2 separate regions of the Sus scrofa genome follow, and region 2 is linked to region 1. The links are chromatin contacts, called in public HiChIP or PLAC-seq maps. All regions are on one chromosome and are shown on one strand. The core of a region is the stretch at or near the end of the contact, and the rest is flanking DNA. Distances in the headings are between cores, read along the strand shown. Region 1 holds the start of RPS12 (ribosomal protein S12). Region 2 holds the start of STX7 (syntaxin-7).

Region 1 (6,397 bases), core at 1,294-3,793:
TCCTCGATGACATCCTTGGCCTGAGACTCTTTGCCATAGTCCTAAAAAATAAAAAGTGATTTTTTACTAGTATTTAGAAAACTTCACTAAATTGTTAGCACTAGTTATGGTGAAGCTACAAAATGTTAGGTTATGTGCGTCCCATCATTGAAATGTCTTGTTGCCATTTTCAGGGACCTTAAAGACTTAATGTCTTTAAGGCTCGTAACATGGCTCTCCTATTGCCAGCGTTTACTCAATTTCTGCAGAAACACATTCAGGTAAGCAGATTCATTGACTGGCTTTAATTACAGTTCATTTCCCTTTCCCTTAAGACAATAATCGTTCTTTGTGTGTTGAGAATCACACATCTTTTACTTTTAAGATATTCTCAACATTTAGATTCAATACAGGGTTAAGCATGGTCACCCAGCACAATTTCCTCCCCCGACAAAAAAGACTTACCTTCACCACCACACAACTGCAACCAACCACTTTACGGGGTTTTCCCTCTCTGTCAATTTTACAGAGGCCTACCCATTCCCCTAGTTTCTTGTTGTCGTCGACCTATTGAGGGAAACAACAATTAAAAAAAAAAAAAAATCACCACTAGTAGACATGAATGCTATTGACGGACACATCAAATGAAAGGCAGCTGTAGTCAGATAGGGTGACATGGCAGTTTCCTCATAGAAGTTCAGTAGAGGGAGCCAGTTGTCATCATGTACAGCAGCACCAAGACCTCCTACCTAGTTTTTTCTATGGCAACATCAAAATTAGCATTTAATTCTGTGGGAATAAAATGCTTCTAAAACTACCTTTAACATATCTAACAATTGTCAAGTTTGTGAAGTTTTTCACACCTGCAGAAAGCAAAGAGCTCTTTGCAGAATTTGCTCTGCTATGAGTCATTAGCTATCATTATCTGGAAACACGACCCTAACTGGCCCAATTTTCATTAACCTAGAGAATTTAAACAGTCAAGACAGCAAGTTAGATGGCTAACTTACCTTAATTAGGTTGATCTGGTGCTCAGCACAAAGGGCCTCCACCAACTTGACATACATTGGCTCATCACAGTTGGATGCAAGCACACAAAGATGGGCTTGGCGCCTGAAATGCAAAACCCAACAGAAACCAAGTCAGGTCTAAATCCACTACCGCACTTTTACAAGAGTTCTTTGCACTAGCCACAGTGACTAACAGAAGAAGCACGCTGAGAACACAACTTCAAGCTGATGTAGCTGCCACAAAACATTCACTTCCTCCACTGAAACATTTCTGATTCAGTAATTAATAATATAAAGTTTGTATGTAAAAACTAACTTACTCATTAGTTACCCATTACTAACCCAGACAGTAACACTGCTCAGTATTGTCAAGGTACAAATAGTGCAGGAAATCCATACCAGGTATTTCCAACAAGGAATGCTATTTCCACTGGACTCAACTGGCCAGTGTACTACAATTAACAGAACAGAAACTCACACATCTTAGTACCCTTAAAGATCATTTAAATTCACCTCAATTAAATAGTTGCTTTGCCAATGTAACCACTCCAAAAACCTAACCAATTTATAAATGTCCCACACTCACAATGACCTCTACAGCTAAAACACTTATTGAGTTCACCTAAAAATCCAGGTACTTCTGCCATGTTAATAGTTCAAAATCTACATGTATTAATGAAGGTTCTTATGGATTCCCTAGTTAACAGTGCATTAATAGCCCCACAACCTACAGGTTTGTCAGACTATTAGATTTCACTCATGGAAAGAGTGAAGGGGTATCCGACAATTTAAGTCATCACTCAAACGCTGTAGTTCCATTTTAAGAAGCAAGGGCGCACCCCCACTCCAAACCTACACCCTTTTAAGTGGGCCGTTAAAAGATCTAAGTTTATACCTTTTCCTAGGTTTCCTGTAGAACGGATGCCATTCACAACTTTTGTGCTAACAGCATGAACTTCACGCTCTCTTCCCTTGGCTGCAGTTTTGTTCCAGATCCAACACCCCACAGTATTGAGACTGATACACGTACTTGTCTAAGGCTTTGGCAGCTTCGCGAATTCCACGTGCTAGGCCATCATGGATGAGGGCGGTCTTCAGCACCTCTTGTAGAGCAGTATTAACGTCCATTACACCTCCAGCAGCAATGCTAACACGGAAGAGTTAAAAAAAAGAAAAAAAATCAAAAAACCTCCGCACACCATCTAATGCTTTGGACAAAACAGTCGTTGGCGAGATTAGATCATAGCCGCGTAGAGCGCCACAGCAAACCCAGAACCCACGCTGCGGGCTCGCGGCCCGCGCCTCGCCCGTTTCGCCACCCCAACCCTGAGCTCACCCTTCCTCGGCCATGGCGGTGGGTTACGGGTGGAACCGAATCTTGAGCACACTGCAATAGGAAAAAAAAAAGAAAAGAAAATCCTGGTTAACAAACTGGGTTTAGACCTAAACACTTATCGCCAATCTCATCTGAAAAACACTGAGCCACACTCCGCAAACACCACTCTCGCCTTGCTCTACTCACCCCGAGCCTCCGCCTCCGCGCGACTCGGCGGCGGCAGGGAAAGAGAATGTAGGCTCCCGCATGACGGTATTTAAGGGTTTCCCAGGACCCCTATGCGCATGTGCACTCCCTCCCAGGGAAGAGCTGGCTTTAGCAGTGCCGGGCCTCGAGAATTTCTGTTTCCGGATTGAAGCGGTTCTGTGGCAGGGGTCCTACTAGTCTTCTGACTCTGCTCGGCCGGTCTTAGGCCCACGCAGCAGGCACTAACGCGGGCAGCTTCCCAAAGTTTTTCCACGCCGAGGGTGGGGCCTACGGAGGCCCAGAGAGCTCGTCCTACGGTGCGCGAGAAGGGCCAAGCCCTCCTGCCAATGTGGTCTTGCAAGGCCCCGAGTCCTGGAGCAATCGCAGCCCCAGTTTTAACGCTTAAGACACCGTGGTTGTAATTTCGACTCCACTAATGGGCCTTCCCTGAGCAGCACACTCTCTCACTTCGCTCTTTAAGTCACTCTGAATGCTGGTGAATTTATCATTCTTTGGGTGATCTGCGCGCGCCCGTGCGTTTTCATAAAACGAAAGTCAACACGTTTTCGTTACTTCTAAGCAAATCGAAAATTCCACTTTCCCGCCGGCTGTTAACTGGAACGTCTGGCCAGCCAGGTATTTGGTAATGGTTTTCTAACGCAGTTGGTTCTAAACGAAGTTTGGGGTTTGAAAATAAAAATAAAAAACACTAAATTGTCCCCTGAATTCGTATTCCCGCCCAAATCGGGATTCAGCAGGTGCATTTGAAACACCTACAATGTAGCAGACGTAGAGACAGGGTCTGGGAATATAGAGATGAAATCGTGGTCTTTGAGAAATCTGGCATTCATTTCGCCTTTCCGGACTGGCGAAATTAGGAGTGGAATCCAGTTTTAACTCTGACTTTTCGGGAAGCAACATTTTGAATGTTACATTGGTGGGCCATTCCCCACCAACGCAAATATCTGAAATACAGCCAAATGTAATTGGCACAGTCCTTTTTCTCCTGTTTAAACTTATTCTCCTGACAAGTGCCAAACTAGTTAGCAATTATTAGGCATTTGATAGGTGCCAGCACTATGCATACAGTGAACAGAGACAGGTAACTTGAGTACTGTGAAGATAACAAAAATAAGTCACATAATAAGAGTGTGAGGGAGAGTTAGCCAGAATAATGATATACTGGAATTTTAATAAGTTGATACAGTTCATTTTTAGCTTTCAAGTGTTCATTTTTAAGTGTTGAACCAGCTTCTTTCCATCCATAAGTCATCCTAAAAAAATAGTTCACTTTGCTTATTCATTTAATTATTGAGCGTTTTTTTTTTTTTTTTTGCTTTAAAAAAAAGCCCTGCAGAGTTTATAACGATGAAAATACTTATTCTTGCTGCTCTAATGTTTGTGGTCAAATTAAATACTTCTTGGCAGATGCAATTTTTCCCAGTATAGTACTAACCAAGCTGACTGGGTTTCTGTCTTCTAGCAGCTCATAGTAACCTATTCTGTAGACTCAGGTATGGGCCTTAATATTTTCCCTTAATACATGCCTTTTCTATCAATTTGAAACCTCCCTTCCTAGAACTGGAGCTACAGTTTAGTTTTGATGTCTTAGTTATAGAAGTGGTTCTAATACCAGAGATGAGGTCAAAGGGCACACACTGGTGATTCAAGGATTATCTAACGTAGATTCTAGTTCCCTATTTTAAGGTCGCATCCTCTTGATTTTAGATATTGCCCGAGTTGAAAGACAACTAAATAGAGCCTAGTAGCTAGAGTCACTCTCTGACCAGCAGATTATAATACTTTGAAAACGTACACAAATGTGTATCTAAAATACATATGAGCAGTTCCTCACCATGATGAACCCAACTAGTATCCCTGAGGACTCAAGTTCCATCCATGGCCTTGCTCAGTGGGTATTAACTAGATCCTTTAGGATCTAGTGTTGCCATGAGCTGTAGTGTAGGTCACAGACACAGCTTGGATTCTGGGAACCTCCATATGCTGCGTGTGTGGCCCTAAAAAGCCAAAAAAAAAAAAAAGGTTTCTTGTAAACAGAGGCATCCCTATAAATATCACTTTTCTTCTTTGCTTCCTCCTGCAAGCTCCAATGTGACCCCTAGCCCAGTAACTTCCATATGCTGAGGGTGTGGCCCTAAAAATCAAAAAGTAACAATAAAATAAAATACATGTGAAAAAAATTCTGAAGTTTGTTTTAGAAACTATAATGATAATAAATAATTCTGTTTAGTATTTTCTATATGCCACTTTATGTGCTAAGTCATACATTTTCTCCCTTAATCATCACTCAAATTCCATGGAGTAGTGTTATTAGCCCCTCTTTAACAGGGAAAGAAACTCAGGCTTGAAGACTTGCCCAAGATCACACAGCTAGTAAATGTGGAAACTGATATTTGAACCCAGTTAACTTCTAATCCTTCAGCTGTTTGATTGATTGCCCGAATGTGGGAGGGAGATCACAGAATTCAGGGATAACTTTTTTTTTTTTTTAATTGCTTTTTAGAGCTGCACCCATGGCATATGGAGGTTCCCAGGCTAGGGGTAGAATTGGAGCTATAGCTGCTGGCCTACACCACAGCTCCAGCAACGCTGGGGTCCAAGCCGCATCTGCAGCCTACACCATAGCTCATGGCAACACCAGATCTTTAACCCACTGAGTGAGGCCAGGGATTCAACCTGCATCCTCATGAATACTAGTCAGATTCGTTTCTGCTGAGCCACGACAGGAACTCCAAGGATCTCTTTACATCTCATATTTGGCAATAACATGCCTGGTTCTACCTAAAAGTCCTGAGTCAGGACAGGGAATAGTGCAGCGTTAGGAAGAAAAAGAGAGCAGTAGAAATTTGAGTTCCTGAATCATCTAAGTTTAGATGTCTTCCTTTGCTGGGACTGCCACAACAAATATCACAAACTGGTAGCTTAAATAACAAAGTTATTATCTCACAGTTTGGAAGGCAAGAAGTTTGAGATCAAGGTGTCTACAGGGTTTGCTACTTCTTTTTTTTTTTTTTTTTTTTTTTTTTTTTTTTTTTTTTGTCTTTTCCTCTTTTCTAGGGCCGCACCTGCAGCATATGGAGGTTCCCAGCCCAGGGGTCTAATTGAGCTGTAGCCGCTGGCCTATGCCAGAGCCACAGCAATGCGGAATCCGAGGTGTCTGCAACCTACACCACAGCTCACAGCAATGCTGTATCCTTAACCCACTGAGCGAGGCCAGGGATTGAACCCGCAACCTCATGGTTCCTAGTCGGATTAGTTAACCACTGAGCCACAATGGGAACTCCAGGGTTGGTTACTTCTAAGGGCTGGAGGGACAACCGATTCCAGGCCTTTCTCTGAGGCCTGAGGTTTGCCGGCAGTCTTGGTTTTCCTTGGCTTGTGACAGTGTAACTCCAATCTTCACATGATATTCTCCCTGTGTGTATATCTGTCTGTGTCCAAATGCTTTCCTTTTTCCACCACAGCAACACTGGATCCAAGCCACATCTGTGACCTACACCACAGCTCGTGGCAATGCCAGACCCTTAGCCCACTGAGTGATGCCAGGGATAGAACCCAAATCCTCATGGGCCCTATGTCAGGTTCATAACTTGCTGAGCCACACGGGCACTCTACTTTTTTCCTTTTTTTATAAGGATACCAGTTGTACCGAATTAGGGGCTCACCCTATGCCAGTATGCCCTCCTCTTAATTAATTACATCTAGAACAACTCTATTTCCAAATAAGGTCTCAATACGGTATGCTGATGCGAGACCTCAACATACATATTTTCAGAGAACATGCTTCAATCCACAACAGATGTCACAGAAGAAAGGGATGTGAAACAGATTAAATGATAGAAAAGATCTTTGAATCAAACTGCAA
Region 2 (6,397 bases), core at 1,961-4,460, 260 kb after region 1:
AAAATGTTAACACTGGCTGAATCTATGTGAGGTGTAATGAGAACTCAGTATTATATTTGCAACCCTTCCATTAGTCTATAATTATCCTAAAATAGAATTTATGTTAAAAAGTGGGAGGAAGAAAGAACATATTCCAATTAAAGGGAACTGATGGAGCAACACACAGAAATAAGAAAACCCTTGATGAGCAGTTTGTGAGCTGGTGGGAGGGAGGTGAAAGCAGAAAGAGATGGAGAAATTCTTTAAACTGGCATATTCCAAAGCATAATTTGAGTGCACAGAAAGGCAGGATCCAGATTATGTAGGTTCTTGTATGGGAGTTCCTGCTGTGGATTAGTGGGTTAAGGACCCAATGCTATCTCTGCGAGGATGTGGGTTTGATCCCTGGCCTCACTCAGTGGGTTAAGGATCTGGTGTTGGGCAGGTTGCAAATGCAGCTCAGATCTGGTGCTGCTGTGACTGTGGCATAGGCCTGCAGCTGCAGCTCCAATTCCACCCCTCATCTGGGAACTTCCATATGCAGCAGGTGTGATCTTAAAAACAAAACAGATTATGTAGGTTCTTGTGTACAAGGTGACTGTGACCATATAATATGTCATCTGAACTGGGACACTTTTGAGAAGCAAATGAAGAAGTAGAGCTAGATTTTTTGTTAGGCTTTCTCTAGCTTTCATACTTTATGGCTGAAACTGAAACAAGAGGGAAGGAGGGAGGGCATAACCTTCAAAGAATGACATAGCCATTGAGGATAAGACAAAAACCAGTTAGAACCAACTAGGTCCAAGATGGCAGAAGATTCAACTTCCCGTGATTTTGAGCCTCATTATATGCTCATTGTAATATATTAGCATGCTAAATGACATGCCCACAGAGGCCAGGACAGTTCCAAGGGCAACCATGAGAGGCCAAAAGTGGGTAGTGGCCTATTTTCTGGAAATCCCACCCCTTCCCCTGAAATAGTTGGAATAACCCTCCCACTCAATAGCCTATGAACTTACCACACCCATAAAAGCTCACTACCCCATATTTCAAGACCTCTTGCATCCTGAGACGGCCCACACTTTGTGGAGTGTGTTTCTCCCAGGGCTGCTCTCTTGCCTTTTCAGATAGATTGCATTTTGTCTGTGGAGTATCTTCCAGGCAGCTTTCACCTGCTGAGATGGTCCATACACAATTGGCCTATCTCTCTCTCAATAAATCTACTTCTTACCTACTACTTTGCCATTTTTTTTTTTTTTTTAATGTCCACACCCATGGCATATGGGAGTTCCCAGGCCAGGGACTGAATCCAAACCGCAGCTGTGACCTACACCAGAGGTGCAGCAATGTGGGATCCTTTAAGTCACTGCACCTGGCCTGGGATCAAACACACACCTCCGCAGCAACCTGAGCTGCTGCAGTCTGATTCTTAAGCCACTGTGCCACAGTGGGAACTCCTCACTTTGCCTCTTACTGAATTCCTTCTGTACTGAGACATAAAGAACCTGAACTTCAATAAGTCCCAAGACAAGGTGTGTGATTTTAATTAAAAACAAAAACAATGGCTTTGAGTCCCACTGTGCAGTTTTAAAACTGTTGCCTGGAGTTCCCATCGTGACTCAGTGGATGAATATGACTGGTATCCATGAGGACGCAGGTTTGATTCCCTGGCCTTGCTCGGTAGGTTAAGGATCCAGCATTGCTGTGAGCTGTGGTGTAGGCCAGCGGCTGCAGCTCAGATTCAATCCCTATCCTGGGAACCTCCAAATACTGTGGGTGCAGCCCTAAAAAAAAAAAGACAAAATAAAAAATAAAATTATTTCCTATTACAAAGGATGAAATACATATTTTATTTGATCACAGAATGTTTTTATAAAAACTTAGAAAATATTGAAAAATAGATTTCACGTAAAAATCAGAATTTGGGGTTAGTAGGAGCAAAATTTAGAATGGATAAGCAATGAGGCCCTATAGCCAGAGAACTACATCCAGTCTCTCGTGATAAAACATGATGGAGGATAATATGAGAAAAATAAAGTGTACATATGTATGACTGGGTCACTGTGCTGTGCAGCAGAAGTTGACACAACGTTGTAAATCAACTATACTTTAATAAAAAATTTAGAAGTATAGAAGTTTGGGGTAAAATAAAAACGAATCAAATTTCCACTATATCTCAAGAAAGCAGATAATTTGCTTATATTAGGCAATATTCCTAAAAGTCTACTGTTGGCTCTAGCTGAATCATGCTGCCCCTTTAGATGGGGTGTGTACCTTCTGCTTGGCCAGCGTGCCCATCTCTATTGCCCCTCTTCACAGAGGCAGAGTATAATTGCTGCTTATTATCACACTTACACCATAGTTTTCTTTAGGAAAAATGAGGAATAGAAAATACTTCTTCTTCCTGCATCTCTCTTAAAAATAGAAAAATGAAAAGTGAACTGAGAGCCTCTTCTGTTTCTTATCCTTGGTTAATCTCTCTCACATATGTACATATATGTGCATGTGATTCCAAACAACCTAGACTTTTCTCAGGTGGTACCAATTCAAAATATGTTTTGTTTTGTTTTTTTCCACCTTAGTCTATCTGGACTTTTGATATCCTGACGATCCTTTTAGAAATATTGTCTTATTACAGAAAAAGGCCTAATTAATTTGGTATTCTTTCATCAAAAGAAATTATACTTTTATCTAACAATTACTTTGACTATTTATCATGAGAACCTCTCTATGTTTTGGAAATCCGGTGAAACCTACTTCCCGCCCTTGAGGATGCTTAGAATGACTTGTATATGTATGAAAACTTGTCTACTTAGCACATGGGAAAGACTTTTCGCTTATTCCTTCATTGTTCCTGACTGAATTTCCTCTATTCGTGTTAGTATGTCCTCCCCCCAGGGCCTCATTTGCGGGCGTCCGCATTTTTAATGGAGTTGTAAATATGGTCTACTACAGAGTCAAGGGTTAAGAAGCAAGGCAGGCATGAGTTAATCGGGCCAGCTGAAGACACGAGGCTAGGGAGGCCGGCATCCCCCGATAAACAGAGGGGCTCTCCATTCCCTCCTCCTGTTTTTGCTCGCAGGCTAAGACGTTCACCATCCGCAGGTCAGGCCTCAAAAAACACCTCCCTTGCAATTTTGCTGGAACCCCCATTCCTTAGCTTAGAACCAGAGGGGCGGGGAAGGGCTGCCGTCATTTAACCCCGCTGGCCAATGAGAGAGGAGCTAGCTCCGCCTCCTTCCCAGGGAGGTATTGCGGGCATGCGCACTGGCCATCCTGGTGCCGCCACCCATCAGCTGAGAATCGCAGCTGGGGGCTCTGCGGCCCTTGGGTGCCCGCGGCTAAAGAAGAAGAAGGAAGCAGAGGAAGTCGGGGTAAGAGGAGTCTCGGGAGGTGCCCATGGCCGGGCGCCCCGAAAGCGCGTGTCCCCGTGGCTGTCGCGCCACCTTGTTTGCGCGCGTTGTCAGGTGGCCGCCGCCCTGCGCTTTGCGGCAGGCGCTCGGGAGTCTGAGGGCCGGCGTTGCCCCAGCCCCGGGAGCGCGCTGCTCCCCACGCCCCTCGGCTCCGTGCGCGGCGTGGTCAGGCGGGCCCCGCCGGTCCCTGCTGGCCTTGCCAGCCCGGCCTTCCCGCCGCCTGATGCGCAGCAGCCCCGCCGCCTCCCCCTGCCTCCCCGGCCGCGCTTGCTCAGGCGCACCGGCTGGCTGCGCGTTCCCGGGCGGGGCTGGCGTCCGAGCCGCCCCGGCCCAGCTCTGGAATCCAGCTTCTTCTGCCTCAGGCTGGACATGAACTGACCTCTTCCTCTTTTTAATTCACGGGTTTAGAAAACGTGCTTTAAAGTTCTCCTCCCAAATGTAGAAGAACTGAAGATACGTATTTCTGTAGTGAAGGAACCATATACATTAATACAGAGGCTCATTGTAGTTGGTCTTCTCTTTGGTTTGGAGACTATGATATGCTAACTTTCTTTGGCCCTTTCAGTGATGTCCTTAATTGGTTTGCATAAAGCCAGTTACAATACATGCAATATCTCAAGACACCTCCCCACACCCACCCTCTTGGTTTTCAGGTTGTTACTTTCTTTAAATTCAGACAAAAAGAAAAAAATTGCCTTTCAGGTTAAATGCTTTTTTCCCCCCTCAGATTTCTTACATTTGCTAGACTCTTATACAGTAATTTTTGTTTAACTCAAATCAACACAGTCTGACTACAGTTATATGTAATTTAATACTTGTGCGAACTCTGGAAGAAGAGGAAGTGATTATGAAATGCTGTGCTCTTTAGTAATATTGGAGGTGAATGTTTCTTCTGAGGTTGGCCCGATCGTCCCCCAGTACAGAGACTGATAGCAGTGTTCAATTGTCTGGTGATGTGTACAGGCCTCTGCTTTGCAGGCCACTTTGAGAAGTTTGCCTCAGACTTGTGACTCGTTGAAATTTAAGCTCCAGTTTCAAAGTTTCTGTGGAGGTTAATATGATACCATGTTAACGCATTAACTGCTCCCCCAAACAAAGTAAGCCTTAATTTTGGTTACGATCCTAAACTTTAGCCAAATGCTGCTGGTTGAAAAATAAATGATAGGAAGCACGTGCAGTAAGCCTGAGTAAAGTTTGCCATGATTCCATTTTATTTGAAAGTTTGGTGTATGAGCAGATCAAAAATAATCCTCGGTATTGTGAACTAAACCCAAATGGCATAATAGTTTAATGGATGCAAGAGCTGAGCTAAAGAATGCAGTTCGTGTAGTTCAGGTGGAGAATGCTCCTGTTTGTAGTAAAGGGATCACCCGCACATTCATGGAACATCTGTGCTCCCTCACAGCACAGATACCACAAGATGACAGCTTTGTCTCTCTTTATGTTCCAGAGGTAGGGACATAATAAATGATATACTAACTAGATAATTTTAAATGATTATTAGCACCATGATGCAGTAAGTTAGATCAGCAGAGTGGCAGGTGGTGACTTCTCACTTGGATCAAAGTGACTACGGAATGCTTATCTAGCATGTGATGAGACTTTGCTGTGGAAAAGGAGCAAGTCACATGGAGAATCATGGGAAGAGCCTTCTAGGGAGAGGAAATGGCACCCTGGGAAAAAGGAGCCAGTCACATGGAGATCATGGGAAATCCTTCTAGGGAGAGGTGATGGCCCCAGGCATCGTTAAGCCTGGGACATCCTGGATCTCAAAGAAGGCTCTGCAGTGCTGTCTTAGAAATGGTAATATTTATCCTCAGACCAGGTGTGAGTACTTAGGAATAGTTACATTTGTTTATTCTACAAATATTTATTAAGCACCTCTTATATATCCAGGTATGGAGAGTAGAGAAGTCCACAAAGTAGATTTAAAAAAAAAAAAACAAAAACCTTTGCCCTTCTGGGAATTTACCGTTTTGGAACATGGGGTGAAGGGAAGTCCGGTGCTTTATGCTGGTGCTCACCACTAAGAAAGTGAAACTGACTATTGCTGTTGCTTTATCCAATTTGGATTTATAGAGAATGATATTTGTACTTCATGGGAAGCTTAAGAGGCTACACTTTGTCCAGCAGTAACTAAGGATAGTGTTTGACACGCAAGATTCCTCTTTAAAATTTCCTTTGTTCTTTTATTTGTGCTTTTTAGAAACAGTCTTAAGAAGATTCTCATTAGGAATATTGTACTTTGATTTGCTCCTCCCTTCTTTCCCTTTATAGTGTTTATATATCCTCATAGAAAGCTACTTATTAAGGTTTGGTGAGGACCATTCAATAGAACTTTTCTATAATGGAAGTAGTCCATTGGTGAGCTGTCCAAGCCAGTGGCCACACATGTGATATTTGAACACCAGATATAGGTAGTGAGATATTGGTGTTTTGTTTTGTTTTGTTGTCTTTTTTTTTTTTTTTTTTTTTTTTTACTTTTTTCTAAGGCCGCTCCCACTGCATATGGAGGTTCTCAGGCCAGGGGTCGAATTGGAGCTGCAGCCACCAGCCCACACCAGAGCCACAGCAATTTGGGATCCGGGCTGCGTCTGTGACCTACACCACAGCTCACTGCAACGCCAGATCCTTAACGCACTGAGCAAGGCCAGGGATCGAACCCAAAACCTCATGGTTCCTAGTCCGATTCGTTAACCACTGAGCCATGACGGGAACTCCCGATAGTGAGATATTTTTATTCTTAGCAATAAAACGAGGAATTCTGAATGAGCTTTCAAAAGTATACAGCAAGAGTACTTCTGTACATACTAGCTATGGGCCAGGTGCTGGAGACTGAATGGAAAGCAGACATCAGGAAAACTTGGTTGATTTGCCTATAGGCAGAGAGCATACACTTTTACATCAATTTATAGTTAGCTACCTGTTGTTATGTTTTTTACAGTAAAGTTAGTCATTTGCGTCCTTTATTTTTCATATTTCATCATCAGAAGGGCTGCCCATTA

Evidence for each region. HiChIP or PLAC-seq counts read pairs in DNA pulled down with a chosen protein or histone mark.
Region 2: an H3K27ac HiChIP or PLAC-seq map of alveolar macrophages shows a contact between it and region 1. The contact joins the promoter of STX7 here to the promoter of RPS12 in region 1. A contact is called at or near these places in 1 of 5 promoter capture datasets (fetal liver) and 1 of 2 datasets of contacts at active chromatin or transcription factors (alveolar macrophages).

The regions. Positions count from the first base shown.
Region 1 is chr1:30,920,849-30,927,245 of Sscrofa11.1, forward strand. It overlaps RPS12 (ribosomal protein S12), which reads right to left and starts at 2,544. Exons shown (of 6, transcript NM_214363.1): 1 at 2,512-2,544; 2 at 2,326-2,376; 3 at 2,020-2,136; 4 at 990-1,092; 5 at 445-546; 6 at 1-41. The coding sequence starts at 2,339. It overlaps SLC18B1 (MFS-type transporter SLC18B1), which reads left to right and starts at 2,869. Exons shown (of 15, transcript XM_013988257.2): 1 at 2,869-3,147.
Region 2 is chr1:31,181,695-31,188,091 of Sscrofa11.1, forward strand. It overlaps STX7 (syntaxin-7), which reads left to right and starts at 3,211. Exons shown (of 10, transcript XM_001926476.4): 1 at 3,211-3,353.